Linked DNA regions of Mus musculus: regions 1, 2, 3, 4, 5 and 6 are each linked to region 7. The links are chromatin contacts, called in public ChIA-PET, HiChIP or PLAC-seq, Micro-C and promoter capture Hi-C maps. All regions are on one chromosome and are shown on one strand. The core of a region is the stretch at or near the end of the contact, and the rest is flanking DNA. Distances in the headings are between cores, read along the strand shown.

Region 1 (4,098 bases), core at 1,014-3,513, 490 kb before region 7:
CAGGAGTAACGTTGACTCCCACTGACCCCCACTCAGGATCTGATAGCCAGCACCAGACTCTGTGGGCGGCTTCGAGCAGCCTTGCCATAGCTGCTGCTGAGTTTGCTGACTGACTTTCTGAGTGTGCACACCAACTTCCCCTCGGGTCATATGTTTTTCCGAGACTCACAGGAACTCACCCCCAAAGAGTCCAGGAAGTTCCCTATGTGTCTCTAAATGCCACCTTCAGAATGTCGTCAGAATTCCTAACTTAAAGGTCCAGGACTGAAGCTCCACATGGAGCTGCTACTAGGATGGTGCTCAGGGGGGCTATCAGATAGGGAACAGTGTGCTGGGCCAGGCAGGAAGTACTGTAGATCACAGACTCCAAAGTCCCCAAGAGCCTGAGCCAAAGTTAAGGAATCCAGCACCCCTGTGGCACCGGGTGGCAGCTGGGTAAGCTAGGCAGTCCCTTTTCTCTCATTGCTGTGTGTACTTCCTGTCTCTGTGTTGGTGTGCTTGCTCATGTGACTCATGTTGGCCAATGAAACATAAGCAGAGAAGATGAGCACAGAGGCTTGGGATATATTTATTGTTCATGTGGTCCTTTAGTTCTCAGTGAGAAGGACACGCCCTGGGTCAGCACACTCAGGCCCCAGGTGTTCACATTAGTCTGTGATGCCTCTTAGAGATGAAAGCAACGATGTACATAACTTGGAACTCAAAAGTGGTCTAGTCTGGAAACATCCATACATTATATATGTGGGCCATTATCTATGTGGTGTAACTAAAGTCTTAGGGCAGCCATGATCATCAAGATGATAAAGATGTATCTTTACACCCACTGTAAGCCCAACTTACAGTGAGAGAAAGGATAAAGAGAGAAACCGGACATAGAGTACCAGGAAAAGAGGCAGAAAACCAGTCTGGTTCACAGAGTTCTACAAATTGGCAGCGGCCACCTCTGTCCATTGCTGATAAGGCTGAGAGGTGAGGATGGAGACCTGGTTCAGTGACAGGAAAGCTGTTGGTGTCTTGAGAAGCCACTCTATGGGGTCCTGGGGGCAAAAGCCTCAATGGGAGAAATCCAGGAAGGAAAAAGAGGAGCGATCACAGTAAGTCCAACAGTCCTTAATTTAAAAAAAAAATTCTCAGAAATAGTCTATAGCCAAAGGAGGAAGTAGTGTCAAGAGAGATTTTTTTTGATATGAAAAACATTGTAGTGCTAATATTGATTGGAAAGATCCAAGAGAAAATAGAAAGAGGAGATGGAGCTGAGCTGGGGAGAGGTGAGGTGGTCCATGCAGCAGGTAACGGGAAGGTGGGTCACCTGTCCATAGCCCGTGGGAGGTGTTGAAAAGCAGTTATCCAGGAGAACTGAGGTAGATGGCCCAGGCCCCAGGCATGTGCGGTGTGCTTGGTGATTACATGGAAGGCTTGGAGCCTGCAGAAACCTCATAGCAGCCCTGCAAAATCAGTCTGTTAAGTGCTACACTTACAGATGAGGGAATCAAAACAGAAAATAATGGTTCAAGAGCCACATCCAAAGTCAACCGGCCTGAGAATTTGAACACAGCAGTCTGGTTCGAGGACCTATCAGCTCAACCGCTAGCTCAAGGTGACCTATTTGAAGATGTAAAAGTCTGCCACAGACTGGGCTAGATAGAATGAAGGTCAAATAAGTGCTTGTGGGGTATTGGCTGTGTGTCAAGAGTCTGTCCCACCAGCTTCTGCAACGACTCCTTACCCCACAGTTGTTAAGGATCCTGTTTCTCTGAAGAAGTCGTGGAGGCCCAGGAAGAGTCTGTTAAAAGGGGAGGAAAACTGAATTTTTTTACACATGGTGGTCTGGTTGTAAACGCCACAGCATACACAAGGGGGGAGAAGCAGTGACCCTTTGTGTGGCTCTGCCTGGCTGGAATCAAAGTACCTGCTGGAAACCTTCTACCCAAGCAGGTGTGAACTATGTGGTCCTTTCACGGCAGGAATTTTTAAAGATGCTGCCCATTCTTGGGCAGAATGCTGGCTGCCTGCCTGGCCTCTTTTAGCCGCCAAAATCTGGAGTCAAGGAGGCGAACACAGGAGTCCAGGCACATGGCGAGAGCCTTGGGAGTCTCTTTCCATTTAATTAAAACCACAGTCTTATAACACAAACATGCACTAGCTTTACAAAGATTTCTAAATAACATCTTCTGAAGACAGTGTGCTCATAACGCTACAACACTGAACAGCCAGCCACTTCCTCAAAACGCAAGGAAGCAGACAGTTAAGAAAAAAAAAAGCAGTTGTTTATCACAACTTCACTTCAGTAAGGCCTGAGATTCTGCCCAGCAGGGCTCTGCTTCCCAAGAGGCAGTGTCAACTGGGACATTTCTGGTAAATCTGAACGCAAAGCAGGGTGCCAGCCCCTGGGGGACTGTGGGTGGGACTTGGGGAGTTTGGGTGCCATCCCCGAGTGACAGATGGATGGACGGTTCATGAGAGAGAAAGGAGGAGACACGTGGGCAGATCGGTCTGGAGCGTAAGAGTGCCTGCAAAGCAAGCAACAGGCAGAGAAGGCAGAGGAACCGAAGTGAAGATCAGAGAAACAAGAAGGGCACAGCCTGTGACACACTGTGAGCCACTTGACCAGCTACTCACCCACCTCGGAAGCAAAATGTCTCTCAAGCTGCCAAGGAACTGGGATTTCAATTTGAAAGCGGAGGCTTCAAAAATAGGTAAGGTCGGGGTCCAGGTATTTCCTCGGGGTTCTTATGCGTGAGCACCCACTATTTGCATTCTGAGTTGTGGGAGCTCAGTCGGCCAAAGCACACCACACAACAACACTGAGCTTGGCAGAAATGTGCATTCGGGTGGACGAGTCCTGAGAAGTTCTAGTGTGCTGGGGTTGGGGGGGTTCTCTTCTCTCTGGGGGTGGACTATGTGGGTCAAGGGAACTTGGATGGTTTCGGCTGTGCATTGGACACAAAACTGAGATTTTGTTTCTGTCATTGGAAAGTCGGTTCTTTCTGGCATGGCACGTCGTCTAACTGTTGAATGGCTTTCAGTAAGAGGACAGAGACTCGAGTATTTTGAAGTGATTCATCTGTGGATGAATTCAAGGGAGTGTCACATTTTTTGTGAACCCAGAGGCCAATGAGGGACTACCTATAGTTAAAAGTAGACAAGGAGAACAGGGTGAGAGAATAGAGGCTTTTGAAGTATAATAACACTATTCTAAGGAACAGAACGTGGGAGAACGCAGGAGAGTTGGGAAAGATAGACTTTAGTTAGTTATGAAGGATAATTCGAGGTGTTCATATCATTTTCCTCTAACAATGGTGATATATATTCGTCAAATCTATTGTTTGCTATTATATAGATGTCTTGTTTTCTTGCCACCCCCTGCACCATGAATTCTCGCTCTGTAGCTCTAGTTGGCCTGAAACTTGCTATGGAAACTTAGATTCACAGAGTTACTTTAGTGCTCAGATTATCGGCATGGCCTGAATACCTGATATTTCTTCTGTTATTAAACTTTAGTTTTAAATTGATCATAGTCAGATGAAGCACACACACACACACACACACACACACACACACACACACACACACACATACACAGAGACACACACACACACGACTATCTACTCAGTGAGATAAATTTCTTGATTTTAGGCTTTACAGTGTTGAGGTATTTGCAAACAGCATGGAAGGATTTTGCTTAGAAGAAAGTTTTGGCCAGATGGTTCATGGTGGTTGGTGTGTTAAAATAAGTAGTTCACTAAAAGCTCACAGATAGGAAGCAGGTCAGAAAAGGGCTTTGAAATGAAACTGAAAGTAACCAGAGAAGCCATTTATTTTGGTGATCAGGAGCCCACATTTCCAAACAGAGCTGGAACTGTGTGCCAAAGCCAGCTCCAAGATGTGACACAGGGAAGAAAGAGCCTTCTCTCCTGCCCATACAAACATACTCTCACTAAGTCACTCAGATTAATTTTAAGGTAGAATATCTGTCCCTCTGCTCCTTGGTAAGTGTCCCACCTCCCCACTGTGAAGGCATTCCGCTCTCTCACCTTCCATATTTCAGCTAAAGATGGGACACTTGGGAAAATAAATGTTAGATTTTTTTCAGCAGTA
Region 2 (4,056 bases), core at 1,035-3,534, 410 kb after region 7:
TCAATTCCCAATATCACCAAGGAAAACAGAGGATCCCCAAAACTCTGCCCCCAAGTCCCAGCAGGGGACTGGCTACAGACCCTTTGCACAACTGAACTTCTGGCCTTGTGCCAGCTTCCTGGGCTCAGCTTTCAAGGCGTGGGCTCCACAATTCAGGACACATCTGCTCCTCTCTGGAGCACCCAATCCACTCCCCAACGCCTGGTGAGTTTTCAGAGTCTCAGAGGAGGCTGGGAGTTGGCAGAAAACCCAAGCTGAACAAGAGATGAAACCCACCCCAGGTTTAGGAATGCCCTCACCTCCCTCCCATCCCCTCCCCCAAATGAGCTACCCCATAGCCAAGCTGCCCCCAGCTGCCAGAGTCCCAGACCTTCCCAGGGTCCCGTCACACGCCCATGCCTGTCTCCTGGCCCTATTTCTACCTCTAAGCCAGGCTCCCTGGGCACCAGTAAGAACCTATTTGTTTGGCAGAAATGTCTTGATCGCCAAGCCAAAGACCTCACAAGATAGCCTTGGTCACATTTGAGCATAAGGGACAATTCGAATGCTAATATTGTAGATTGAAACAGCAGAATCGGAAGGCGTTAGAAGGATGAGAGGGTTAGAAGTTCAGATATCTGCAGTCCACCTTAGAAAACCCAAGACCCCACTGAACTGCTTGCTTTCTTTTGCCTCCCCAGGCCAAGCATTCGAGGATTGTGTTTTCCTCTCCCTCCCAACTCTGTCACAACTATCGAGCACATGACATTTTTTTTCCATGAACAGATCTTTATTGGTGTTTTGAAATAATTGAATTATTGATACAGGCTCCATGAGATTCAAGGCAAGTGACAGGACAGGAGGGAGCATCCTTGTGCAGGTGGGAGGACTCAGGGAGGACTCCCAGAGCAGCTGCCAGTCTCCTCCAAGCATCTGGATTGTGAGGGTCTTAGCCAAGACCAGGCTCAGCTCAGCAGGCTTGGGGACGTGAAAGTGACTGAGCCATACTTCAGGGGATCTAAAAGGGTCCTCTCTCAAGATTGACATTCCTGGCTTCCTCAGAAGCTCCTGCCAGCCTTGGAAGTCTTTGCAGACCTTGGGGACACTGCTTTAGGCCACCAAGCTGGCCTCCCTCCCCAAACAAAGGCAAAGCAAGGCCCCTGTAGAAGGAGGGAAACTGAGAACCGGTGTAAAGACTGGCTAGGCCGGATGATACCCCCCAGGACATCTGCTCCCCCCAACACAAAGTCCCCCTACCAATGCTGGGAACAAGAAATGGGGTTTCTTAGTGGGAGCCCTCCGGTGCAGAAGACCCCTCCTCTTCCTCAATAAGCTCCAGGTCAAACTCATCCTCCAAGGAGCTCCCGACAGGGAGCAGGCGGAACTTCTTCCCCTTCAGGGTGCAGGTGCGGTGTTCGAAGTCCAGCACGGCATTGTGGTCCTGCAAGACGTCTGTGCCAATAATAGCCTCTTCTGCGCTGGCGTTGGCCACCAGAAACTCGGCCTTCAGCTTTGTCTTGCCCAGGCTAATTTCTGTGTCCCACACACCCAAGATCTTCATCTCTGCCCCATTGGCCACTTTGACCACATTGTTAAAAGGACGAAGAGTATCCAGGTCACCATCAGTGACCTCCTCCCATAAGGCGGGGTGAACCACAGACACCTGAGCCCCAGAGTCCACCAGGAATCTCACAGGCACATGGCCAACCTTCCCTTTAAGGTAGTAGCCCTTACCCATGCTGTTGGCAAACAAAATCTCTTCGGGCTCACTGAAGGCCTCCCCAGGGGCCCCAAAGGCCCTCAGGAGGGCTTGCTTCACAAAACTGAAATCGCCCTGGGCCTGGGAACTGAGTCCATTGTAGACATCCAGGGCATCTCCCTTGAGCGACTCTTTCAGGAACCTCAGTTTGGTGGCATGATCCCAATGGTTGAGGTCATCAATGACTTCAAAGCGGTGCAGCCAAAGGCTGGGAGCTAAGTTAGTACCAGTGAAAGGTTCTGGGACGAAGGCATGCTCCCGGCGTCCTTCCTTGCTTCTGACTCCGCTGGTGGCCATCCTTCTGCTCACCTCTGGAAGTTCAGCAGTAACACAAGCCAAGTAAAGAAACGCACAGAAGAGTGTGGGCGCAATCACGCTGGAGAGCGAGGGCTCTGTCGGCTGGGCCGTGTTCTTGCCCTGCCTGGACGAGTTGAAGGGAGCCGGTACAAAGTGTCTGGCTGGCTGCTGGGCACAGAGGCAGGCTGTGTTCTGCTTCTTCTGCAGGGGCCTTTTTGATGCCCAACCTGGGCCCCCAGGGTTCCTCATTCTCCTTTGTTCTAGAAGCTCCACCCCTAGCCCCGCCCTCCTGCCAGCATCTTGCCTGACTAGCAGGATTGGTGCCTCACCCTCAGTACCTACGGGACACCTGCCAGCCCACCCAGTGAGTAAGACAGCCCGGGTCAGGGGATGGAGCCTCGGGACCCTCCCCAGCCTATGCCCTAGAATAGCCCAGATGAGGATACAGGTGTGATGACATTCAGATGTTTATCATTAGAGAAGAGGAGACAGAAAGCAGGTCTCTACCTGTTTCAGAAGAGGGGACCCCTTTGGCCTCACCCCATCACTGCTTGGGGCAAAGAGAAGGCATCTGCAGTCACTCATCTCTCACAGCCTGCACTGATAAGGTGACTCATACATTCTAAATTAACTGCGGATCCTGTACAATTCCCTGGAGAAGAGAACAGAGAGGGATCCAGAGTCAAAAAAGCATAAAAATCTATCATCCTATCTGCCCGTAGTCCACCTTTCTACCTACCTATGTATACCTCTGTCTGCCTGTCTGTCTCAATCGCCTATTCATAGCGTGTCTATCTATCATCTATTATGTATCCTTAGGTATCCACCTATCTGTATCTGTCTCCAACTTCTATCATACCATATATCAACCTATTTATATCTGCTATTTATTTACCTGTCTCTAAGATCTATCAATCATGTATCTATCTACTATCTATCTAGCTATCTGCATGTCTATCATCTATCTATTTTGCTTTTTTGAGACAGGGTCTTCCTGTGTGGCTCTGGCTAGCCTTAAACTTACGACTATTCTGCCTCAGCCTCACAGAAGGGCCCCCCTCACCATCCTGGCCACAGATTGGTTCTAAGTGAGTTAGGACCCTCCCTCATACATAGCACTTTTATATAAGCATATTTTACTGTGGTCATCTTCTTTACTGGGCACTCCTAACTTGGAGGCAGCCCACGGTGGGGCTAGGCCTCTGCCTATGGGAACCAGAAGTAGGTAGGCAGAAATCTTGAACTTCAGGGAGCGACGTCCTGAGTTCAGGATCAGACTCCAGGTCTCCACGGGCCCTGTGCCCAGCTCCTTGAGTACTGTATCCTCTCTCTGTGGCCTCCCTGCCTTCTAGGAGGTCCTCCAAGAGCTCCCACCCTCCCTCCCAGCTCCCTGGGCTCCAACCCTTCTCTCTCACACACCTCATCTGAAAAGCAGCCGAGATTCAATGGAGTTGTGCTTAGTGGAGAGGGCCTGGGTGGCTCTGGCCAGAGGAGCTTACCATGGTGACACCTTACCCCCTCCACTGTTGGGGTCATGGACAGTCCTGACTGTGTCCCCGACAATCACAGAGTAAATCTGTGGGCTCAAGGGCTCAAGCTGGCCTGTGCATGAAACAGGGACTGTAGAAGGATCCCAGTTTTATGTCAGTGTTCATATGTTATCTTTTCCAAGGAGTTCTCTACCCTGCCCCGGCATGAGAACATACCTCTGGCTGAACACATGTTCTGTTATACTCTCTTATGTTTGTTCACAAGTCCTCCTGTAATGAACCAAAGCTAGGGCACACCAACTGGACATTCATGACTGTCTCTTGCTCTTTTAGAAACTTATCCTGGGACACAGGGTGGGCTCTGCAGGGCCCCAGGCCAGCTATATGCAGTCACAGAGTGGGAGGTCAGAACAAGTCAGTGGGTCACCTGTGGCTGTTGCACCTGACTGAGCCTGCCCCTGTCTCTCAGACCATCCATCATTCACTCAGCACCTAGCTGAGGCCTCTGTCCTGCCTCTGTACAGCCCCAGG
Region 3 (3,646 bases), core at 218-2,717, 490 kb after region 7:
AACTTTAAAGACATAAAATAACTTTTAAGTGTTTTCTGGGTTTACACATTCCAAGGACACATTCTCTCCAGGGAACAGGAATAAGAGAAGGAGTCAGAAATTGCTACATTCCATATAAATTACTAACTACCAATCATCCTGGTGTTTGTGGTGCTAGGGATCAAGTGCTTCACCACTGAGCTACACTCTGTCCCCAAAGAGAATGAGCCAGGGAACAAGGCTACCCTCTCACCCAACATGGCCTTCATGGTTAAATATGGCTTTGCACCTGCCCACATCTGAACATATTAACATAGCCTCCCAATGCCATACTTTCTCCTGAACCTCTGTGCCCAGGCTTGTCTTGGATCTTTAACTGGGACCACTGAATGTGGAAGACAAAGGAAGACATGCCAGCATGCAGAACAAAAGCAGCTGCCATTGTTCCAGCAGAAATCCTAAAGGGAGGATGGTTCTATGCTGCTAAGAAATGAGCCTGGGGCAACCTAGTGAGGTCATGGGGTGAGCCAGTCTCACTAGACAGAGTTAAATGAAGAGTTATGTCCTGGTGAGACGTTTATGGTGAAGGGCAAGGACAGCAAAGCAGCAGAGAGAGGCCAGAGACTCAGACAGAAAGGAGGTGAGGAGGTATTATGGGGAGACAAGAAGCTGAGATAAAACCTTTTGCAGTAGCCAGGTGATGGTGGCACATGCCTTTAATCCCAGCACTCAGGAGGGAGGTGGATCTCTGTGAATTGGAGGCTAGCCTGGTCTGCAGAGAAACCCTGTCTCAAAAACAATAAAAAAAAACAAGAAGCTGGAGAGATAGCTCAGTGGTTAAGAACATTGACTGCTTTTCCAGAGTTTCTGAGTTCAATTCCCAGCAACCACATGGTGGCTCACAACCATCTGTAATGAAATCAGATGCCCTCTTCTGGTGTGTCTGAAGACAGCTACAGAGGAAAGAAAGGAAAGAAAGGAAGGAAGGAAAGAAAGGAAGGAAGGAAAGGAAGGAAGAAAGGAAGGAAGGAAGGAAGGAAGGAAGGAAGGAAGGAAGGAACGAACGAACGAAGGAACGAAGGAAGGGAAGAAAGAAAGAAAGAGAGAAAGAAAGAAAGAAAGAAAGAAAGAAAGAAAGAAAGAAAGAAAGAAAGACAAAAAACCCCAAACACCTTTTTTGTAATAAAGCATGATGGTATACACCTGTAATCCTAATACTAAAGGCTGAGGCAGGAAAATCAGGAATTCAAGGCGAGTCTGGGCTGGCTACAGTAGCTAAACCTGGGGTAGGGTGTTGGGGGTGGGAGACGTCCTCCTCTGGAAAGCAAGGCTGCGGTTGTGCAGCCCTCTGGCGACTGCACTCTTAACTTTCAGCTTCCTGAGCAAACATACTTGGTTGTTTTCCTGGTTACCCAAAGCAATGACACTGCTCAGTCCTTACCCAACAGCTGATTCACTACCACTTCTCAAACCACAGGCTCACTTACCAGCTGGCTCTAAGAAAAAACAAGTCGGTGTGAACTGTCAAAGTCCTCTTGGACCTGACCTTAGCCAGGAGAGCAGGTTTCATTTCAAAACTGAAAGGACTGAAGGACTGGGGAAATCCAAAGCGCGCAAAGACCAGGAACAGGTGGTTCCCATCAGAAGAGTCCCCAGCTGGAACGCAAACAGAAACTAGACCACTGATAAGACACGGTTTACAGTGTCTGTCTCCAAGCTCTGGCAGCTGATTAGGTTGTCAACTATTTACAGCAGGGCATAAACACACTTATCCCACTCCAGTCTACTCAATAACTCTTTTCTCCAAAGCTGAAGCAACTTTCTGGATTTATTGAGTTTGAGAATTACAGGGAGGATCCAATAACTGGGACATCAGGGCAAAGGGATCCAGAATCCTTCAAATGGGCCACATTTTGAGTATAAAGAGTTATTACTACCTCTTCCTGATTCCCCATTAATGGGTGGCAAAATTCCTGTCTCAGTAAAAACTTTTCAGTTTATTCCTAGTGACCATTTGCTGTGAAGTGACAATACCAGAGGACAGCTCAGCAGGAGTTGGGTTATATGCCTGAGGTTCCACTGTGGCTAGCTGTGACTCAAGACATGTCACTGCACTTTTCTGGGTTCAGTTTCAGTTTCCTCACCCGTAACATAAGAAGACTGGGAAACATCTGTACCAAGAAAAGTTTTAAGTTCTTAATTCAAGGCTACTTTTTAAAAAAGCACACCTCAGGGCTGAAGAGATGGCTCAGTGGTTAAGAGCACTGACTGTTCCCCCAGAGGTCCTGAGTTCAATTCCCAGCTCACAATCATCTGTAATGGAATCTGATGCCCTCTTCTGGTGTGTTGAAAGACAGGGACAGTGTATTTACATACATAAAATAAATCTGTTTTTTTTTAAGGCATACCTTACCACTCTATGAAAAAATTCAAGGCATAAATAAAATTCACAAGCTCCTAGCCATAATAGGCTGCTGCTTACAAAGGACTGAGGAAGGGCCAGTTTAGGCCACTGGCACATGCTGCATCACTAGGAACCCAGACGCCAGAAAGCTACTCTATAGACTGTGATCAATAGTAAAGAATACTGAACGCGGTGAAGACACTACTCACACAGGGCCCAAGTATGGTGAGATATGCAGATAATCCCAATACTTAGCAGGCTAAAGCAGAAAGATGTAAGCTCTGAGGTCAGATTACATAAGGAAGACTCTGTGCAGACCAAAAGATAGACACACACAAAGAAAAAGACATCAATAGCCCATGTTCACTACAGCACTGACAGCAACTGCATACTGCAAGCCAGGGCTCTCTGGTGGAATGCTTACCTAGCATCCATGAGGACCTGGGTCCTATCCCCAGCTCAAAGAGAAAGAAACAACATTGTTTTTAAAAGGAGAAAAGGAAAGAAAGTGGAACAGTCAGAGGGGGAACAAGGAAGAAAATGTAAACTATACTACAGAATACTTTTCAGTCAATTAAAAAAAAAAAAAAACGGTTTTAGCCGGGCGTGGTGGCGCACGCCTTTAATCCCAGCACTCGGGAGGCAGAGGCAGGCGGATTTCTGAGTTCGAGGCCAGCCTGGTCTACAGAGTGAGTTCCAGGACAGCCAGGGCTATACAGAGAAACCCTGTCTCAAAACAAAACAAAACAAAACCCCCCCAAAAAAAGGTTTTAAATCTGTCATTTGCAAGAGCATGACTGCAACAGGGGATCATTACATTAAATGATACAAGCTAGGATGAGAGTAAAGGCACTGTACAGTCTCCCCACACATGGAAGTAAGAAACAATAACCTCATAACAGCAAGAATGAAATGGTGGTCTGCAGCCAGAGAGAGAAAGAAATGAGAGGTGGAGAGGTTACAATTAGGAATACAGTTTTGGGGGCTGGAAAGATGGCTCAGCAGTTAAGAGCACTGACCGCTCTTCCAGAAGTCCTGAGTTCAAATCCCAGCAACCACATGGTGACTCACAACCATCTGTAATGAGTTCAGATGCCGTCTTTTGGTGTATCTGAAGACAGCTACAGTGTTCTCACATATAATAAATAAATAAAAATTTTTATAAAGGAATACAGTTTGGGCTATATTATATAAATAGAAAGACTACAAAGAGTGATAATATGCCCTATATTCTAGAAGCTAGAAGAGTTTGAAATTTTTCAC
Region 4 (4,151 bases), core at 1,462-3,961, 460 kb before region 7:
CCTCCACTCTTCAAGCATGGAGTCCTCCACTCTTCCTGATTCACCCTCAGTAAGGCTGGTGTTGAGCGCACTGAAGACAGGATCACAGTCTTCTGAGAACACTGAGCTTTCCAAAATTGGTCTTAACTATGGATGATATAAACCAGTTATTTAAGTATCCTTGCATTCATAGAATATTCTAGACATTTGGCATGGATGAAGATAGGAAAAGCTGTCTAACTTTGTGGACTTTGTATATAAAGTATTTAGCTTTATAAACCACATTGGAAATCATTCTCTTTTCTATGTGGAGACTATTCTTGTTTCCCACAGTTTCCCTTGTATTTTGTGTGCAGAAACCTCTCTCTTTCTTTCTCTCTCTCTCTCTGCCTCCCCCTCCCCCTCTCCCCCTCTTCCCGCCCCCCCCCCCCCACACTTTCAGATTCTCTTTCACACTTTTCAGATTTCCTTCTCATTGTTGCTGAGATGACCTTGGCTGTTTTAAAAGGAGGGCTGTCATTGGCGGTCAGAGGAGCACAATGGTGGGGCTAGGTTTTGGGCTAAGGAAGCACAATTGAGTTTCCTTCTTGCGTTCTCTCTCAGGTCCCTGTGCTTGAGCGGAGTGACTGTGCAGGAAACACTCCTCATGCCAGGAGCTCCGTGCTCCCCATTCCTTACCCAGTTAAATGATGGAGGCCAGGGAGGGGAGCAGGTCCGTCTGAGGGAAAGGTGACCTCTGGGTCTTCTCAGTGATTCCAGGGTGAGGAGTAAACATCAGGGTCTGAAAATGCTGACTCGGGGAAGTAGCCATGGTGAAGTTCAGGCCAATGGCTGATTGTTGTGGGATGCCAGACTCAGGGCGCGCAAGGGGGGGGGGGGGTGTTAATAGAATCTTGAAAGAGTGAGTGCACTTCCCCACATACATTCCTGTGTATTCCACTTTTGAAATTCAATGTTTATTGAGTCTGTTGCCTTTGAATCTATTCCTTTTCTTCTTCTCTGCTGAGGTATTTTAAAGCTAATTCTACATTCAAAGTAACCCTTTGCTTCATGCTAAAGTAAGCATCTTTGGAAATGCAGAGCTGTGTTTCCTAACTACGTTGCTTTGATCATGCTTAACAACACTAATCAATATCTTATGTCACCAGGCTTCTGATCATAGGTAAATTATTTCCATTTCTAGTGGGACATAGGGTCCTTTTGTGAGGCTGTAACATTGGCCATCGCATGCAAAGTACTGTTCACACATTGGGTAGAGTTCAAGGCAAAAATTAATCTTCCCAAAGACCAGCGGTGGTACTTGGAATGTCTGAGTAAGGACAAAGGCCTGTGGCCTCCAGGACTCAGGTCTTCATGGGCCTGGAGTGTTGTTTCCCTGGAGAGACTCTGCCAGTGGGAGGTAGGGTTCTCACATGTTTAAAATGCAAATACTTCAAGCACTCTAGCACACTATTAATGAATGCAAGTGGATAATAAAGCAAAACCCCTACCTCAAATGGCTAGTCTTGATGTTGGGGGAAGGGTATAGCTCTCTTTACTCTTGTCACTGGGGGTAACTCGTGGCTCTAATTATCTCACAGTCCCATAGCTGTGGATCCTTCTTCCTCACGTCCGTGCTGGGGAGGCAGGTGGCTTCTGGACAGCCCGAGACATGGCCACCTGGTCTGCTCTGCTTCACTTGTCAATCATTGCCAAACCTCTACTCATCTGCACCGAGGAAGAGGCAGGGCTCAGTAGGAAGTGCTCACAACTCTGCAAAGCTTCTTGTTATTACACTTGGTTTCCTGTTATGCAGAGATGTGCAGGGGGAGAGAGAGAGAGAGAGAGAGAGAGAGAGAGAGAGAGAGAGAGAGAGAGAGAGAGAGAGAGAGAGAAAGAGAGAGAGAGAGAGAGAGAGAGAGCTGTAGCAACTGAAGCCGACCCAGAAAAGGCAATGGAGCTCACAGTCCCAGGAAACATGAAAGCCCCAAAATGTGAACAGTTCAAAGGGGTTCAGGGAGGCACCATTGACTAAGAATTTTCCTGAAGGCTGGAAGCCTTTGGAGACTGAGTCTTGTTCCTAGCCTGAGTTTTTGGAGCTGCTAAATGGGTAAATGAAGCAGAAAGCCAGGCCCACCTCATCCCCACTTCTCCACCTCTTTCTTCTTTCTCTTCTTTCCATTAGTTCTTACACACACACACACACACACACACACACACACACACACTCTTACTCTCTCTGTCATCAACCCTCATGCTACCATGGAGACAATATATGTGCCTGGCTTTTCTGTCAGAATTCATCACTATCGATACCAAATTCCTTTCTAAGGTGGGTTCTGCTCTTTTCAGTTGTCGTGGTCACCTGACTAACATTAAAGACATCAGATGTAGAAAATGAGGTACACTCCAGTTCTGGGCACTGAAGACGAGGCATTCAGAGAACAATTGTTTCATAAATCTGTTCTCAAGGGTGAGTGTCTGGGGAAGGTTCCTGTGTGAGTGTAGAGCACAGAGTGGACATCTCTGTGCTACCTCTAGTCTCACAGCTCTTCTGTGATGCTCTTCACACTGAAGTGGAAATGGAATTATCACGACTTCCTTGGCTGTTTGCAGCAGGAGGCATCAACCCCACAAGCTTCCCTTCAGCCTGCAGATGGAGCTGGGTTAGCTCAGCCCTCTCCTTCCCACTCTACGCCCACAGTAGGCGTCAATCAGCATCTTCGTGGTTCTTCTAATGAGCTTGGGCAGTGAGTGAGCTGGTAAGATCAGCAGGATTGCCTAATATGTCCATCTTCCTGTTGGTGTCAACAAAGCCTGGGTGGTAGGTTTGAGGTTTCAGTACTATTTTTCTGTCAGTGTTTTTTCAAGGCCTGATGAGTGTCACATATGACACACTGGGCGGAAGTGGAAGTAGAAGCATGAGGTTGTTTATATATAATGCTTGAAGCAACTTGGGCGGTGACCGACGGCGTGAGTCTCTCCCCCAAAGTTCACACATTGGGAATTTAGTCTGGAGGTGGGGCCTCACGAGGAGATTATGTCACATGGAGGGATGTCTTTATCTGGAGATTGTTACAAAAGTGACTCCAGCCCTCTCTTGTTTGCCTGCTCCTTCCTCTAGCCCTTTCTTTCCATGGGGGCAATCGTAGCTCAGAGGCCAGTGCCATGTGCAGCCTTCAGAACTATAAACCAAGTGATCTCTGATCTTGGTGAATTACTCAGCAGGAAGTATTCTGTAAAGCGGCAGAGGCAAAGACCAGGAGCTTCCTGTGGTCGGTCCCATGGCTTTGTTCTACCCAGAGGAGGGATGGGCTGTCTGCCCTCCGCACGCTTTCTTACTCTATAACCGCTTGGATTTGTAATGTGGGCAGCTCTCTTCACCACAAGATGCTGTTCCTTTCTGGGTCTTGTGCCCTGACTATGGATATCTGGCTTTAGAATCACTAGTTGGAGATGATCACTCTAGCTCTGCAATTCAGACCCTTGTTGTTAAGGTGGAGGTTGCACTCAGGTACTACCTAATGAAAGGACTGGTCTGTACACGGGAATAACGGAGACCTGAACTGTAGCAGGTATTTGTAAAGCCTTGCTGTGTTAAGTAGCTGACTGTTATTACTGGAGTAGGCATAAATCCTTCCACCAGCCATCACCTGCACTGGAACAAGTGAACACACCCAGAAGCCCCACAAACAGAAAAACGTGCCATTATTTGTTACAAATATAAAGCCCCTTGATGGTAATTGCCAAAACATTCTAAAATGCTTATTCCTTCACTAAATACTCATCAACGATTGTCTTCTGGCCAGACCCCTCATTGCAGGCTATATGGTATTGTCTCTGTGTGACACTCACTCTGTGGCCCTTTCTGTGTGACACTTACTCTTTGGTACTCTGTGTGTGGCACTGTCTCTGTGTGGCACTATCTTTGTGTGGTTCTCTCTGTGTGACACTCACTGTATGGCACTGTCTCTATGTGACACTCTCTATGTGGCATTGTCTCTGTGTGGCACTATCTCTGTGTGGCACTCTCTTTATGACACTTCACTGTGTGGCACTCTCTGTATGGTGCTCTCTCTCTGTGGCACTTTCTGTGTGGCACCCTCTGTGTGGTACTCTCTGTGTGGCACTCTCTGTGTGACACTCACTGTGTAGCACTGTATGTGACACTCTGTGTGTAGCACTGTCTCTGT
Region 5 (3,679 bases), core at 944-3,443, 310 kb before region 7:
TCAATCTATCATCTATCATGAGCATCAACCACATCAGCATTTCACAGATCCACATGTCACCTTGAGTTCTTAGTAAGGTATGACACACAGAATGTGTGCTGGGAATTGGACAGGTGCCCCCAATTACCATTAGAGGCCAAGTCTAAAAGCAGGGCTGTCACACCCACTCTGACCTCTACAGTGCTATCTAATTATGGTCTCTGAAACATGGGAAGACCTCTCCACGGCTTGCTGCCACCAGGGTTCTTGACTTTATACAGTTAAAGAATGAACTTGAAATCTTTTGAGGATGAATTCAAACAGCAGGCCATCTTTCACCAGCACTATCCGAATCTAGCCATACCAGCATTCTAGAAGAGATGCAGGCAGTGAGCTAAGCATCAGACCCCTGCAGCCCTGTAAGCTCCAGACCATGGAGAAGAGGAAGGTTGTGGGTTCAAGGAGCTTTTCAGAGTGGAAATCTGTGGATCAGTGATTTATAAAACACAGTTTCCCCCTTTATTAGATTTGAACCACCAGCTTCAGTTGTAGAAGAGAACAGGTTAAAAAATAATAAGTGTCAGTCAGTTCTCCTTCAAAACTATTTTAAACGTTTACTTATTTTGCCAAGTGACAGTCTCTGCTTCCTCTCCTAGGAGAAGTCTTCCCTTATTTTAATATAATATTTGAAAGTTTTCATTATCTAGAGCAGTGGTTCTCATCCTGTGGGCCATGAGCCCTTTGGGGGGGTTGAACGACCCTTTCACAGGGGTCACATATCAGATATCCTGCATCTTAGCTATTTACATTATGATTCATAACAGTAGCAAAATTAGTTAGGAAGTAGGAACAAAATAACGTTATGGTTGTGGTCACCACTATGTTAGAGGGTCGCAGCATTCAGGAGGGTTGAGAACTGTTGTTCTAGAGGCAAATAAGAAGACAGAGTTCCTTGATAGGGCCCAGAGGCAGTGAAAGAAGTTTCCACGTAGAAAGTGAAGAAGGTCTGGTGTCCGAAGCAGTGAGGAACTTAAAAAAAGAAAACCAAAAACATTGCCAACTAACAGTCCAGGAGAAGAGCGGGGCATGAAAGGCTGAGTTCCCATGGGATGCCTTGAATGGAATCAGAGTGTGGGAAAATTGGTGTGGCTGGAAGGCAGGTGCCGGGCATCTCAGACGCTGGTAGCTGGGGAAACAGGAAACCCCTTTAGGATCCCAAGATGCCATTCCAATGAGCTTGAGATTTTTCTCATGGACTGCCAGTGAATGTTTCTACGCTCCGGAAATTAATGTTTACTTATTTTCCATATTCTAGGGGAGAACCCTGGGAAAAATGGAGGACATTCATTGAAATATCTGAGTCCTGGGATAAGGCAGGCTTGGTCCTACAACTCTGGTAAAAGTCCATCAGGAAGTGCCTTGACCAAGGCTGGAGTGGAGAGCTGTTGGTGAGATGTAAGGGCAAGGTTTAGTTGCTAGATATGTAGATGGCAAGATGGTGCTGCCAACAGCCCCCAGAGCTCTAACCCACTGAGAAACCCAGGAATGAATGATGGGAGATGGCTTTGGTGCCAGCTGCTAGTGACATGGCTGGAAAGCTGCACTGGCTTCGAGGCCAGACAATTCCTCAAGGAAACATCTGGCCAGGGTGCAAGGGCCAGTTTCCTTCCTTGGAGTTCCTTTCACAGCTAAGAACATCATCCCCCAACCACTGGTTTTGTTAAAAAGTTTTCAGTATGACTTGAGCATGGTCAAGAAGCATAGAGAGGGGGAAATAAGGGTGGAAGGAGCTGGAGAAAGCTTACAATAGGACTGGGTAAAGGGAAGGAGAAGAAACCATTCCCGCATTCCCATAGGAGCCAGTACCAGGAAGGGCAGGTGTACACACAGATCTCATCTAAGGCCATGTTTGGTTTAGGGATTACTCTTCTCCTGAATCTGAGCAGCAGCAATACGTAAAATACCCACACCCATGGCTTCCATATTCCAGAACTTATCACAAACCGTGTAGAGTTTACTGAGATACCTTCGTCAGAGGATGAGTCAGAGGCCTCCTGCCTAAGGGCCCTACTGAGCAGGCAGCTAAAGGCTTCCGGGCCTCTGCAGCTCCACAGATACAGGAGAGGGAAGCAGATAAGCCGTGGACTCCACCTGAGCACACCTAGCTTGAGCAAAGCTGGTCAGGTACAAATAGCAGAGGGCTGAATGTCTGTGAGCACGCCGCCTGATCCTCTGCTCCACCACACTCCTGCCGCCATGAAGCTCACAGTAAGTCAGATCTTCCTTTTCAATGCAGCACCATACAACATTAATAGTCAGGGGTGAGGGGGTCTGACTCTTACGGCACTGTTACCATAGTGGAAATATTCTCCTTCCTTTTCATGGAATCATGGTGTTTACAAGCATGTCCATAGAGAAGAAGAATTGCCCCGGAAGAGCCTGTCACAGGCTGAATACTGTAGAATTGTCTTTCACACCATCTGTTCCAAGGTTCTACTTAAGACGAGCAGTCTCTGGGCTCCAGAAAGAGTCTTTCTTAGCCTTGATCTCTTTCTTATTTCTGATTTCTCCTTTCTTATCCATGATTTCCACTTTTACCAGTTCTGGGCATGTTCCGGTCAGACTGGAAGATCACTGTTGTCAAAACTAGTCTTCAACACTCTTGGCTGTTAACATGAAAACAACGGTCCTTGGGCCCTGTGCAAGCATTTCTTGGAGAAAGTCTCTGGGGATGAAGCTATCTCAGTTTCCCCACTGAAGTCCTAGGATACAGAGGCTCAAACAGAGTGCACATATTCAATTTCAGCATACTCTATTGGCGCTGCTTTATGAATCATATGAATTTATGGAATTGGAAATGTAAACTATGACCAAGAAGCGTCCACCTCAGAACAGGTTGGGTGGGGAACTCCAAGCACAGGCCAGAGGGCTGCGTTTCTCTTCTAGTTCTGTCTAGAGGAGTGATTCTCGACCTTCCTAATGCTGTGACCCTTTAATACAGTTCCTCACGTTGTCGTGACTCCCAGCCATAAAATTACTTTCATTGCTACTGCATAACTGTAATTTTGCTACCATTATGAGTTGTAATGTAAATATCTGATATGCAAGATACCAGATAACCTAAGAAACGGTTGTTTGACCTTTAAAGGGGTCACAACCCACAGGTGGAGAACTACTGGTCTAGGGTCCTTTACAGTCCTTTAGCTGCCTCATTTACAGGAGATAACATCATGCTCAAAAACTCCCTCCACATTTGGCTTTTTGGGTTGTTTTGTTTTGTTTTTCAAGACAGGGTTTCTCTGTGTAGCCCTGGCTGTCCTGGAACTCACTTTGTAGACCAGGCTGGCCTCGAACTCAGAAATCCGCCTGCTTCTGCCTCCTGAGCGCTGGGATTAAAGGCGTGCGCCACCATGTCTGGCTCACATCTGGCTTTTTAAGAGACCGATTTTAACTCTCTTGCATTGAAAATAAATATAGTAGAAATGCTTAACCTACTAAGACAATAAAAACAGGATTCCTTCTGCTAGGAAGAACACGTTCCAGACTAAGGAAAAAAACCTTTTCAGGGCTTTCATTACACTGTGCCATGCACTAATTTTATGTTTTCTTCATCAGTTTTCAGTGTCTGAAATTCAGTGTCAAAATTCTAAGACTACATATGAATATCATTACAGTAACTCAGCAATTCTATGTTACCAGT
Region 6 (4,008 bases), core at 1,178-3,677, 370 kb after region 7:
ACAAAAATGTCCTGTTTGGATATTTGCTACACCAAGAAATGACATAAATTCCTCAAAAACATAGAAGACAAAATTCATCTCATACTGTCTTTATAAACTTGGTTGTGAAGAGAGTTTTAATTCCCACAGCCTAGGCCTTTCAGGCAGTTGAGTGCTGTGGAGGATGAAGTTCTGAGGTGCTCTACAAAGCAGCCCCTTGGGTCCCATATGAGATGAGCTCAGCATTGGCAATGACCTCCACCCAGCTGGAGCCATGGGAGGCCGGGAGCCAGACTGTGGGACTGAGTGACTAGATAGACAACCATGTCATACATACAGTTGGGTTTCTCCATTTAACTACTCAGTTCCTAGTTTTATCTTGCATGCTGAAAAGCACCTTTCTTGTGCTATCACATGCATCATTTGTATTAAACTATTGGCGTAGAGCTGGGGCCCACACATTTTAGAACTCTCATGTTTGGGAGGCAAGGCCTACTTAGCAGTTCATGCTTCCATAGTGACTGACCATGTTGGGTTATAGGAGAGGACTGAGCTGGTTCACCCTTTGTTTTCCACTTACTGCTTCACTGCCAGTAGATGGCGCTAGATACTCTGTTCCTAACTGCAAGTCCTAGTTGGTGTAAGCAATCCTATTCTTGCCACCAAGAAAGGAGATTGCCATATTTCTTAGTCTCTCTGGTGTTTATGTGATTGAGTATTTTTGTTTGGAGTTGAATTTAGACGTGTTTGTGCTTAACTTACTTGCTTTAAATAGTCTCTCTGGCTTGGGTTTCAAACGCTGACCACCCCTTTAAAAAGAAATGTGTGGCTTTTCCGTTAGAGTGACTGTAGGGGTAGAATTATGATCCTGAAATAGGACTGGATTGAAATAAGTTGCTGAGAGCAGAAAGAGAAGACTGAAAAGATGTTATATATTCACAGTAAACTTGGGAGGAAATATGAAAGTGTGGAACCCAAGATGTTAAAATGGCTGAAACAAAGCATTTTATGAATATTAAGTTGGTTACTTTAATAGTTGCATATGATACTTTAATTTTTAACCTTATTTAACAAACAGCATACAATTTTAAAATATTCCAAGTGGTTCTTTTCCACATTCTCATTTCCAAGTTCCATGTCCTCATGAAAAACTGCCTTCAGTGTGTGTGTCAGCATAGAGCCCTTGATTGGATCCTTGAACATACCAGGAACATGGCCTCTCCATCGCACCCAAATCTGTTGTGTGTAATGGCGGTTTGAATTTAGTTCTGTGGCTGTCTGCAGTTCTGGATACCTGCCATTTTGTTGTTGTTATTGTTGTTGGGATCGTTTTGTTTTGTTTCGTCTTGTTTTTGTATAACTATAAGTCAGAGGATTGCCTGGGCAGTTGTGGATGAGATTACAGGGGTTCAGGTCTTTCTCCAAGCCAAGGGGAAACAGGAACGTTATTTGTCTCTGAGCCTCTTTCTTCATGTGCAAATGTAACTAAGGATGACAACCCTCACAGGTTGTCCTGAGGGATGGGAACCCTCTAGGTGGATTACCTGACATATGCATACAGAGAAAGCTAAAACTGTATACTGACAACACTCATACGTTTCATTTTAAACTCCCCTGCTCATTTCAGTTTTCAGACTTCTTACCCATTAGCTTTATTCCTGCCATTTAAATTGAATATGTTGACATTACACTGTAAGTCTCGAATAAGCTCTCATTTCAAAAGTCGCGATGCTCAAGGACCTGTGTTTACAAAGTGAGCTTTCCTGTGGGTGCTGGTGGCCTTGGGGAGAGGCCTGCTCTGAAGTGTTTTCCTCTGGGATGGAAGGGATGGCCTCGGGTTCAGCCTTACTCTATGCACCAGGTCACTCGGTGCGAGTGTGGTATACGGGAGCCGGCTGTTTTCCCCCAACCCCTGGGGTGGGAGCTAGGTGCCACCATCTGCTGAGGTCCCCAGCTAGGCCTGAAGTTCTCCCCGGAGACAGTGGGCAACAGGTCGGCGGCCAGTGGGCGGGGACCCGCCCTGCCCTCCTGCCTTGTAGCCAATCAGCAGCACGGGAGTGGGCCGCTGCTTGGGCAGAGAGGTGACGTCATCGTAGCCGGGAGGTTTCCGAGGATTAGGCCAATGAGGCGCGGGCGCAGCGGCATTCCCTATACTGTACTTGCCCAATACCCGGAGAGCCCAAGGGGGCCCGGCTATCGGCGTAGAGCCAATGGGAGGCAGGCTGAAGCACGAGGCGGAGTTGCGAGTCCTGCAGCCAATGGGGCGTGGGGGGCGGAGCCCGGGCCTTGTCAAGCCCGGCCAACCGGCGGGGGAAGCGGGCTTCTGGGGCGGGGCCGCGGGCACTTCCCCAATCGCGGAGGGCCGGGGGCGGGCCGGGCCGCGGGCGGCCCAATGAGGCACGCCGCCGCCGCGGGCCTGTCAAGGGACGGGGCCGGGGGCGGGCGGCGGCGAGTCGGGATAAACACTCGGCGGTGGCGGCTGGGCTCCTGTCTCCGTGCTGTCCCATCGCTGCCCCTCCTGGCTGGCCAGCGCGGCGGCTCCTCGGTGTTCCCGGCCGGTGGCCCGCGGGCACGGAGAGGCGGCCCGCCGGGTGCAGGATGGCGACAGCCGTCGGGATGAACATCCAGCTGCTGCTGGAGGCGGCCGACTACCTGGAGCGGCGGGAGAGAGGTGCACGGCGGGCTGCGGGCCGGGCGGGCGGCCGCTGGGGTGGTTGGGGCGCGGGCCGGCCGCGAGCGCCAACCCCCGAGCCCGCGCCCCAAAGCCGAGCGCGGGGGGCGGCGAGCAGCTGGAACCTTCCACACCTGCTCCGAACCGAGGGCGTCCACGCCAGGAAAGAGCAGGCATTGTTCTCAGAATTCCGCCTGCCTGCTCCCGCCCGGTGTCCCGGACTCCGACAGACAGACGGACGCGGGGACAGGGTGTCAGTTGCTCTGGGCCCACTTATTAACGGGACCCCTCGGTTTTTTAGAAGCTGAACATGGGTATGCCTCCATGCTGCCATACAGCAAGGACAGAGATGCCTTCAAACGGAGGAACAAGCCCAAGAAGAACAGCACCAGTAGCAGGTAACTGTTCAATGTTCCCCTTCTCTGTAGCTAAAATGACCAAGGCTGATTGTTAGTTGACTTACAGGATTCTAGCCCTACAGATACATTGAGGGTTCAGTAATGTGTTCATGGTGCCAAGCAGTCCTTCTTTTTAAGTTGAGGAAACAGAGGAGAAAAATAGGAATGTCTAACATTTCAGTGTGACTTTTTAAAGCAAGATTAATTCTGCTTTTTACCGTCTGAACAAAGCAAAGCTCTGTGGCTGCTCCAGGCAGGTCTGGCAGCAGGGTTACTGTGTTTGCCTGCTTTACAAGCAAGAGTTTCCTTTAATTCAAAATGTGGCATGGTATCAGTTGATTTTGCTTGTTAATAGAGATTTTATAAATGAAGTATCTGGCCTGACACAGGTGGTAGAAATTTATATTTAATGTGTACATTAAATGCAGTAGTTTGCCTGGTAACCCAATTGTGACCTCTCTTCCTGGTGGCTGAGCAGAGTGATTGAGGGTAGAACCCACTTCTGTGAGAAGATGCATGCTACACTAAGATGTCAGCAAGTTGCAGCCTTTTCCTGTTAGCCTCAGAGATTACCTCATAGCCCTCAAAAGCTGTGAATTTCACCAGTGTTTAGTTAATGGCTGGGAACTCACAGTCCCTGATCCACAATAACATTTCATCTTTGTTACTGTCCCTATGTCCCCCTCCTTGCTCTTAAAATACTAGTTGTAGCTGGGCATGATGGTGCACATCTTTAATCCCAACTCTCAGGAGCACTCAGGCAGGTGGATCTCTGTGATTTGGAGGCCAGCTTGATCTACCTAGGGAATTCCATGTGAGCCAGGGCTACACAGTGAGACCCTGTCTCAGAAAACAAAAACAAAACCACTAACAAGTTGGTAGGAGTCTGTGTATCTTGAGCTATTCAATTATGTCTTTCTGCCTATCAACTAAAATGACATTTTCATCAATTTAGAATCC
Region 7 (4,058 bases), core at 265-2,764:
ACAAACGCTCTTTAGTCTAGTGGTCATTGTCGGTTTTAAAAGGAAAGGTAAAAATATAACTTTTTAAATACTACTAATGGCTCATTCCCATTTTACAATATTATTAGTGGTATCATATATAATTCTCATGGTATCTTTTAGTAACACTTTTTGATAATGGGGGGCGGGGGTGAGGGGTAAGACAGAGTTTCTCTGTGTAACTGTGCTCCAGCTGTCTTGGAACCAGGTTGTACTCAAAATCACTGATTTCCACCTGCCTCTGTCTCCTGAGGGCTAGGATTAAAGGCGTTGTACCACCACCGCCCAGCTAAATAAGAAGCCTTAAAATATGGAATAAAAGAGCCTGTTTTTTTTAATGGTTGTAGTAAAGACATATGTTAAACAGGTGTACATGCATGATGTGGGATCTTTAGCCAGGACTACTACTCTCTCTTCCAACAAGATCAGCTCTGAGCCCATTTCATCAAGTTATTGATTTAGTAATGGTTCCTGTTGAGAGACTTAAGAGTGGCAGAAGTCATGTGGGGTATCACTGTCAGTGCGTTGGCTTGAGTTCTCGCAGGCCTGCCTAAAATAAAGTGACTAGAATTAAGTATTTTTAAGACTGCAAGATAAGTAAATTCAAGAAATGCTACCAGCCAGGAGTGGTCATTCATACTTATAATCACAACACTTGGAAGGCTGAGACAGGGCAATGTGAATTACAGGCCAACCTGGGCTACCAAGTGGGACCCAGTTACAAAGAGACAGAAAAAGGGGATTTGGGGGGTGTGGCTAAGGGAAAGAGTACTCACTCACTTGACAAGCTGCCTTTATGAGTTTAACCCCCAGTACCACACAGCATGTTCACAGGTCGCCTCACTCACCTGGTGGACCTTCCCCTAGGCATCCCTCCATACTTGGTCTCACTTTGAGCCTCACAGCTCTTCTAAGGTAGGTATTCATCTATCCTCTGAGCTCTATGCAAAGGTGCCCCTTGAACGCTCTGATACCCTCCCTGGCCCACCCCACCCCCAATCCTCTAGCCCCTTTAAGTAGCCTCTGACTCCTAGGGCCCCCACAATCTCCTCTGCCGGTCCCTCTTAAGCACACTAGCTCCGGCCGCCCCTTCAACACCGGAATCCCCATCTTAGAGTCCCTGCCTCACGGACAGCAGCCTTTCTCCCCAGAGACCCTTCTCCTTCCAGATCCCGGCTCCCCTCAGGACCCTCAATCTCCTCGGGATGCCCGCTCCACAAGCCCCCCTTCTCTTCAGGACCCCAGCCCCAAGGCCGCTCTGTTGACACGCGCTGTCCACCTCTGGCTTCACTGCGCGGGCCCTGCGGCCACCACACACCCCCATCGCTGCCCTTACCGCACATGATGTTGGTCACGGGCGAGGGCTGAGCTGTCGGGCGCGCGGAGAGCTTCAGAAGCGAGGGTGAGCTCGGGCCGGGGTGGTGGCAATGAGAGGACTCTGGGATGCGACAGCTCAGACCCGACAGTCCGACTCAGCGCTCGCTTCGCTCTCAACTGCCGCCCCGCCCCCCCCGGCCACGCGCGCCGCCGCGGCTCTCCCATTGGGCCGCGCCCGCGCCGCTCACGCGCAGGCATCGCCCGCCCAGCGCGCAGACGCAGAGCTGCGGGTAGCGACGTGGCAGGGGCTCGACCAGCATCCGCTTTAGGTTCCTGGAGCCGCCCGCTGAGGGCGAGCCGAGCCTCGGAGGAGGAGGAGGAAGGGAATGTTTACACAGCAGTTTGTGTGTTTCAAGGGGAACGGGAAGGAGGGAGACAGAGAGAAAAGCTGTAGGGCAGGAGGGAGAGCCTGGGACAGACGTGTCAGTGTGCAGAGCCACGGTGGCCGGAACTGCGCTGCTGGCGCAGAGGTGCGGGAGCCTGCAGGACGCCCTCGGGCAGCCATTCCGGTGACGACCTGAGCTGTAGGCAAGGTGCTCAGCGCCCCACTCCCTGCCTTCCTCACTGTTCTCTGCCTAAGGTACCACTAGTCAGTAGTCCCAGCACTGCGCCTGCGCTCAGGGAAGCTGTGGGCACGTTGTACTCGGGATCGCTCTTGTCGCGAATGAACTCTCCGTTGAGAAAAGAGGAGTTAGCGGGGCGTTCCCTTTCAGAAGGTTTAAATAATACCTTGGAGCAAAAGTAGCTGGTTATCAGCCCGCACTTGATAGCTCTAACGGAAATGAATGAGTAGGGCCCACAGAAGCACTCTCAGCCAGAATCCCCTTCCTACTGCTCCAGCATTCAAAACTGCACGCCAGGGTTATTCTACAGAGTCCCACATCACATCCTTGCCACTTTTAAGTGTGACATCTTTAGGTCTCCCCAAGATGGTTTTAACATCTCATCCTTTGATCTGTCTCATACAATAACAGACTTCTTTGGTTTTTTGTTTTTTGTTTTGTTTTTTGTTTGTTTGTTTGTTTTGAGACAGGGTTTCTCTGTGTAGCCCTGGCTGTCCTGGAACTCACTCTGTAGACCAGGCTGGCCTCGAACTCAGAAATCCGCCTGCCTCTGCCTCCCGAGTGCTGGGATTAAAGGCGTGCGCCACCACGCCCGGCTATAACAGACTTCTGTATTAAAGGTGGTTTTTTTCCTCTCCCCACTAAACTGTTAAGTTCCTTTATGATAGAGTGAGATTTTTTTGTTTGTTTGTTTGGTTGGCTTTTTTTTTTTTTAATAACCAACACTTGCCTAGTCATAGACCAGAGCAATACGTGGCAAATTAAAACTGTTCTGGTGGCTGGAAAGAGTGATAAAAGCCTTATAGGCTTGTCCTAAGCTCTTTGTATGTGCAAGGAAGCAAAGGCTTTTCAGTTTTTTTATCGCCTATCTCAAATAGAGGCTAGAAAAAGTAATCAAGGAAGTATTTCTCATCTAAAAGGCTCTTCATTATTCCAAGCCATTACACAGGTCCCTAGATTACGTTGGCAGAGCTAACACAGTGACATGTTCCTTAGAGGACCTCTTAGAGACCCTCCCCTGGAAGGCGACTTGAATGATACTGCACAAGAACCGAAGTGTGGTTCTGGTGCCTTGCCTCCCTTGTTTGCTGGCAGCAAACCTGTCGATGCCACAAAGGAAATGGCAGTAGTACCAGCAAAGTGTTTCAGCTACAGTACTTTGTTCAGCTGTGCCTACCGACTCACAGTTCCTTATCTTACCCATCTCCGTTCTGCTGCTGTCTGGGTAGGTGCTCAGCACCAGCTGAAAGGAAACTTTAAAGGCCAATGCTCTCCAGCCCAGCCTTGAACAAGCTCACTAAACCACCATACAAAGAATGCTTTGTAACCATGTGCCAGCTCAGACACTGCCCCTCCTCTGTGTAGAGCTCTGCCTTCTCTGGGCCTGTAAAAATAAACCCAGAGGAGAAAATAAATGCTGTGTGAAGGAAAGAGGCCATCTGAGCCTAATTTGAACATCTGAGAACACGGTTTTTTTGTTTTGTTTTGTTTTCTCCTAACCAGCAACACTGAACAAATTTAAGGAGGGAGAGTCTCTGTCTTAATTAGGGCTTCTATTGCTGCAACAAAACATGGTGACCAAAAGCAAGCTGGGGAGGAGAGGGTTTATTTGGCTTATACTTTCACACTGTAGTCAATCACTGAAGGAAGCCACACAGGAACTCATACAGGACAGGGGCCTGGAGTCAGAAGCTAATGCAGAGGCCATGGTGGGATGCTGCTTACTGTCTTGCTCTGCACGGCTTGCACAGTCTGTTTCTTATAGAACCCAGGACTATCATCCTGGGGATGGCACCACCCGCCATGAGCTGGGCCCGGGCCCTCTCCAATCAATCACTAAGTAAGAAAATGCCTTGCAGCTGGATCTTATGGAGACATTTTTCTCAAACGAGTCTCCCTCCTTTCAGGCAATTCTAGCTTGTGTCAAGTTGATATAAGGCTAGCCAGCTAGTCCTTGCTTTAAGACTTTTTGACCTTCCTCATCTCTGTGATTTTTGTTTCCTGTAAGTGTCACAGCTCTGAAAGTAAACTCTTCCCTTACAGAGGTATTACAGCTCTGCTCTGCCTGTGGGGGGAAGGCTCCCCCAACCCCAGTGGAAC

The links. Promoter capture Hi-C pulls out the DNA fragments that hold promoters and counts their contacts. Hi-C and Micro-C count contacts between places; a contact is called where the count stands out from the background. ChIA-PET counts read pairs in DNA pulled down with a chosen protein or histone mark. HiChIP or PLAC-seq counts read pairs in DNA pulled down with a chosen protein or histone mark.
Region 1: an RNA polymerase II ChIA-PET map of effector CD8 T cells shows a contact between it and region 7, with 9 read pairs. The contact joins the promoter of Arhgap25 here to the promoter of Gfpt1 in region 7. A contact is called at or near these places in 4 of 39 promoter capture datasets (the SN4741 cell line, cranial neural crest, frontonasal cranial neural crest and 1 more), 2 of 484 Hi-C or Micro-C datasets (CD4 T cells and CD8 T cells) and 4 of 115 datasets of contacts at active chromatin or transcription factors (bone marrow-derived dendritic cells, effector CD8 T cells, large pre-B cells and 1 more).
Region 2: a promoter capture Hi-C map of embryonic stem cells shows a contact between it and region 7, with 2.6 times the contacts expected there. The contact joins the promoter of Asprv1 here to the promoter of Gfpt1 in region 7. A contact is called at or near these places in 2 of 39 promoter capture datasets (both in embryonic stem cells).
Region 3: a contact with region 7 is called in an RNA polymerase II ChIA-PET map of memory CD8 T cells, with 11 read pairs. The contact joins the enhancer-like site here to the promoter of Gfpt1 in region 7. A contact is called at or near these places in 2 of 39 promoter capture datasets (hippocampal neurons and neutrophils), 1 of 484 Hi-C or Micro-C datasets (CD8 T cells) and 5 of 115 datasets of contacts at active chromatin or transcription factors (astrocytes, effector CD8 T cells, embryonic stem cells and 2 more).
Region 4: an RNA polymerase II ChIA-PET map of memory CD8 T cells shows a contact between it and region 7, with 56 read pairs. The contact joins the enhancer-like site here to the promoter of Gfpt1 in region 7. A contact is called at or near these places in 6 of 39 promoter capture datasets (the 3T3-L1 cell line, the C10 cell line, embryonic stem cells and 2 more), 1 of 484 Hi-C or Micro-C datasets (CD4 T cells), 6 of 115 datasets of contacts at active chromatin or transcription factors (astrocytes, effector CD8 T cells, embryonic forebrain and 3 more) and 1 of 9 other capture datasets (liver).
Region 5: an H3K4me3 HiChIP or PLAC-seq map of neural tube shows a contact between it and region 7, with 4 times the contacts expected there. The contact joins the promoter of Gkn1 here to the promoter of Gfpt1 in region 7. A contact is called at or near these places in 10 of 39 promoter capture datasets (the C10 cell line, the HPC-7 cell line, cranial neural crest and 6 more), 2 of 484 Hi-C or Micro-C datasets (bone marrow-derived macrophages and nephron progenitors), 6 of 115 datasets of contacts at active chromatin or transcription factors (craniofacial prominence, embryonic forebrain, fibro-adipogenic progenitors and 3 more) and 1 of 9 other capture datasets (adipose tissue).
Region 6: a contact with region 7 is called in a Micro-C map of embryonic stem cells, with 4 times the contacts expected there. The contact joins the promoter of Mxd1 here to the promoter of Gfpt1 in region 7. A contact is called at or near these places in 1 of 39 promoter capture datasets (hippocampal neurons), 1 of 484 Hi-C or Micro-C datasets (embryonic stem cells), 4 of 115 datasets of contacts at active chromatin or transcription factors (bone marrow-derived macrophages, effector CD8 T cells, extraembryonic endoderm stem cells and 1 more) and 1 of 9 other capture datasets (adipose tissue).

The regions. Positions count from the first base shown.
Region 1 is chr6:87,531,424-87,535,521 of GRCm38.p6, reverse strand. It overlaps Arhgap25 (Rho GTPase activating protein 25), which reads left to right and starts at 2,263. Exons shown (of 11, transcript NM_001037727.2): 1 at 2,263-2,696. The coding sequence starts at 2,636.
Region 2 is chr6:86,626,402-86,630,457 of GRCm38.p6, reverse strand. Asprv1 (aspartic peptidase, retroviral-like 1) reads right to left here and starts at 2,284. Exons shown (of 1, transcript NM_026414.2): 1 at 748-2,284. The coding sequence starts at 2,284. The coding sequence ends at 1,265. It overlaps Gm46963, which reads right to left. Exons shown (of 4, transcript XM_017321863.1): 4 at 2,600-2,687. The coding sequence ends at 2,617.
Region 3 is chr6:86,545,977-86,549,622 of GRCm38.p6, reverse strand. All of the region lies in intron 3 of 1600020E01Rik (RIKEN cDNA 1600020E01 gene), which reads right to left. Among named protein-coding and RNA genes, the nearest start is that of Gm38676, 19 kb to the right of the region's middle. Within about 2 kb of position 1,467, at least 143 of the 459 cell types and tissues checked have an H3K27ac peak or open chromatin away from gene starts, as enhancers often do. A contact at or near this core is called in CD8 T cells, embryonic stem cells, extraembryonic endoderm stem cells and 2 more, where this site is marked.
Region 4 is chr6:87,501,686-87,505,836 of GRCm38.p6, reverse strand. All of the region lies in intron 1 of Arhgap25 (Rho GTPase activating protein 25), which reads left to right. Among named protein-coding and RNA genes, the nearest start is that of Arhgap25, 29 kb to the left of the region's middle. Within about 2 kb of position 2,711, at least 138 of the 459 cell types and tissues checked have an H3K27ac peak or open chromatin away from gene starts, as enhancers often do. A contact at or near this core is called in effector CD8 T cells, memory CD8 T cells, microglia and 1 more, where this site is marked.
Region 5 is chr6:87,349,429-87,353,107 of GRCm38.p6, reverse strand. Gkn1 (gastrokine 1) reads left to right here and starts at 2,193. Exons shown (of 6, transcript NM_025466.1): 1 at 2,193-2,247. The coding sequence starts at 2,236.
Region 6 is chr6:86,667,578-86,671,585 of GRCm38.p6, reverse strand. It overlaps Mxd1 (MAX dimerization protein 1), which reads left to right and starts at 2,427. Exons shown (of 6, transcript NM_010751.3): 1 at 2,427-2,650; 2 at 2,952-3,048. The coding sequence starts at 2,578.
Region 7 is chr6:87,040,302-87,044,359 of GRCm38.p6, reverse strand. It overlaps Gfpt1 (glutamine fructose-6-phosphate transaminase 1), which reads right to left and starts at 1,514. Exons shown (of 19, transcript NM_013528.3): 1 at 1,355-1,514. The coding sequence starts at 1,361.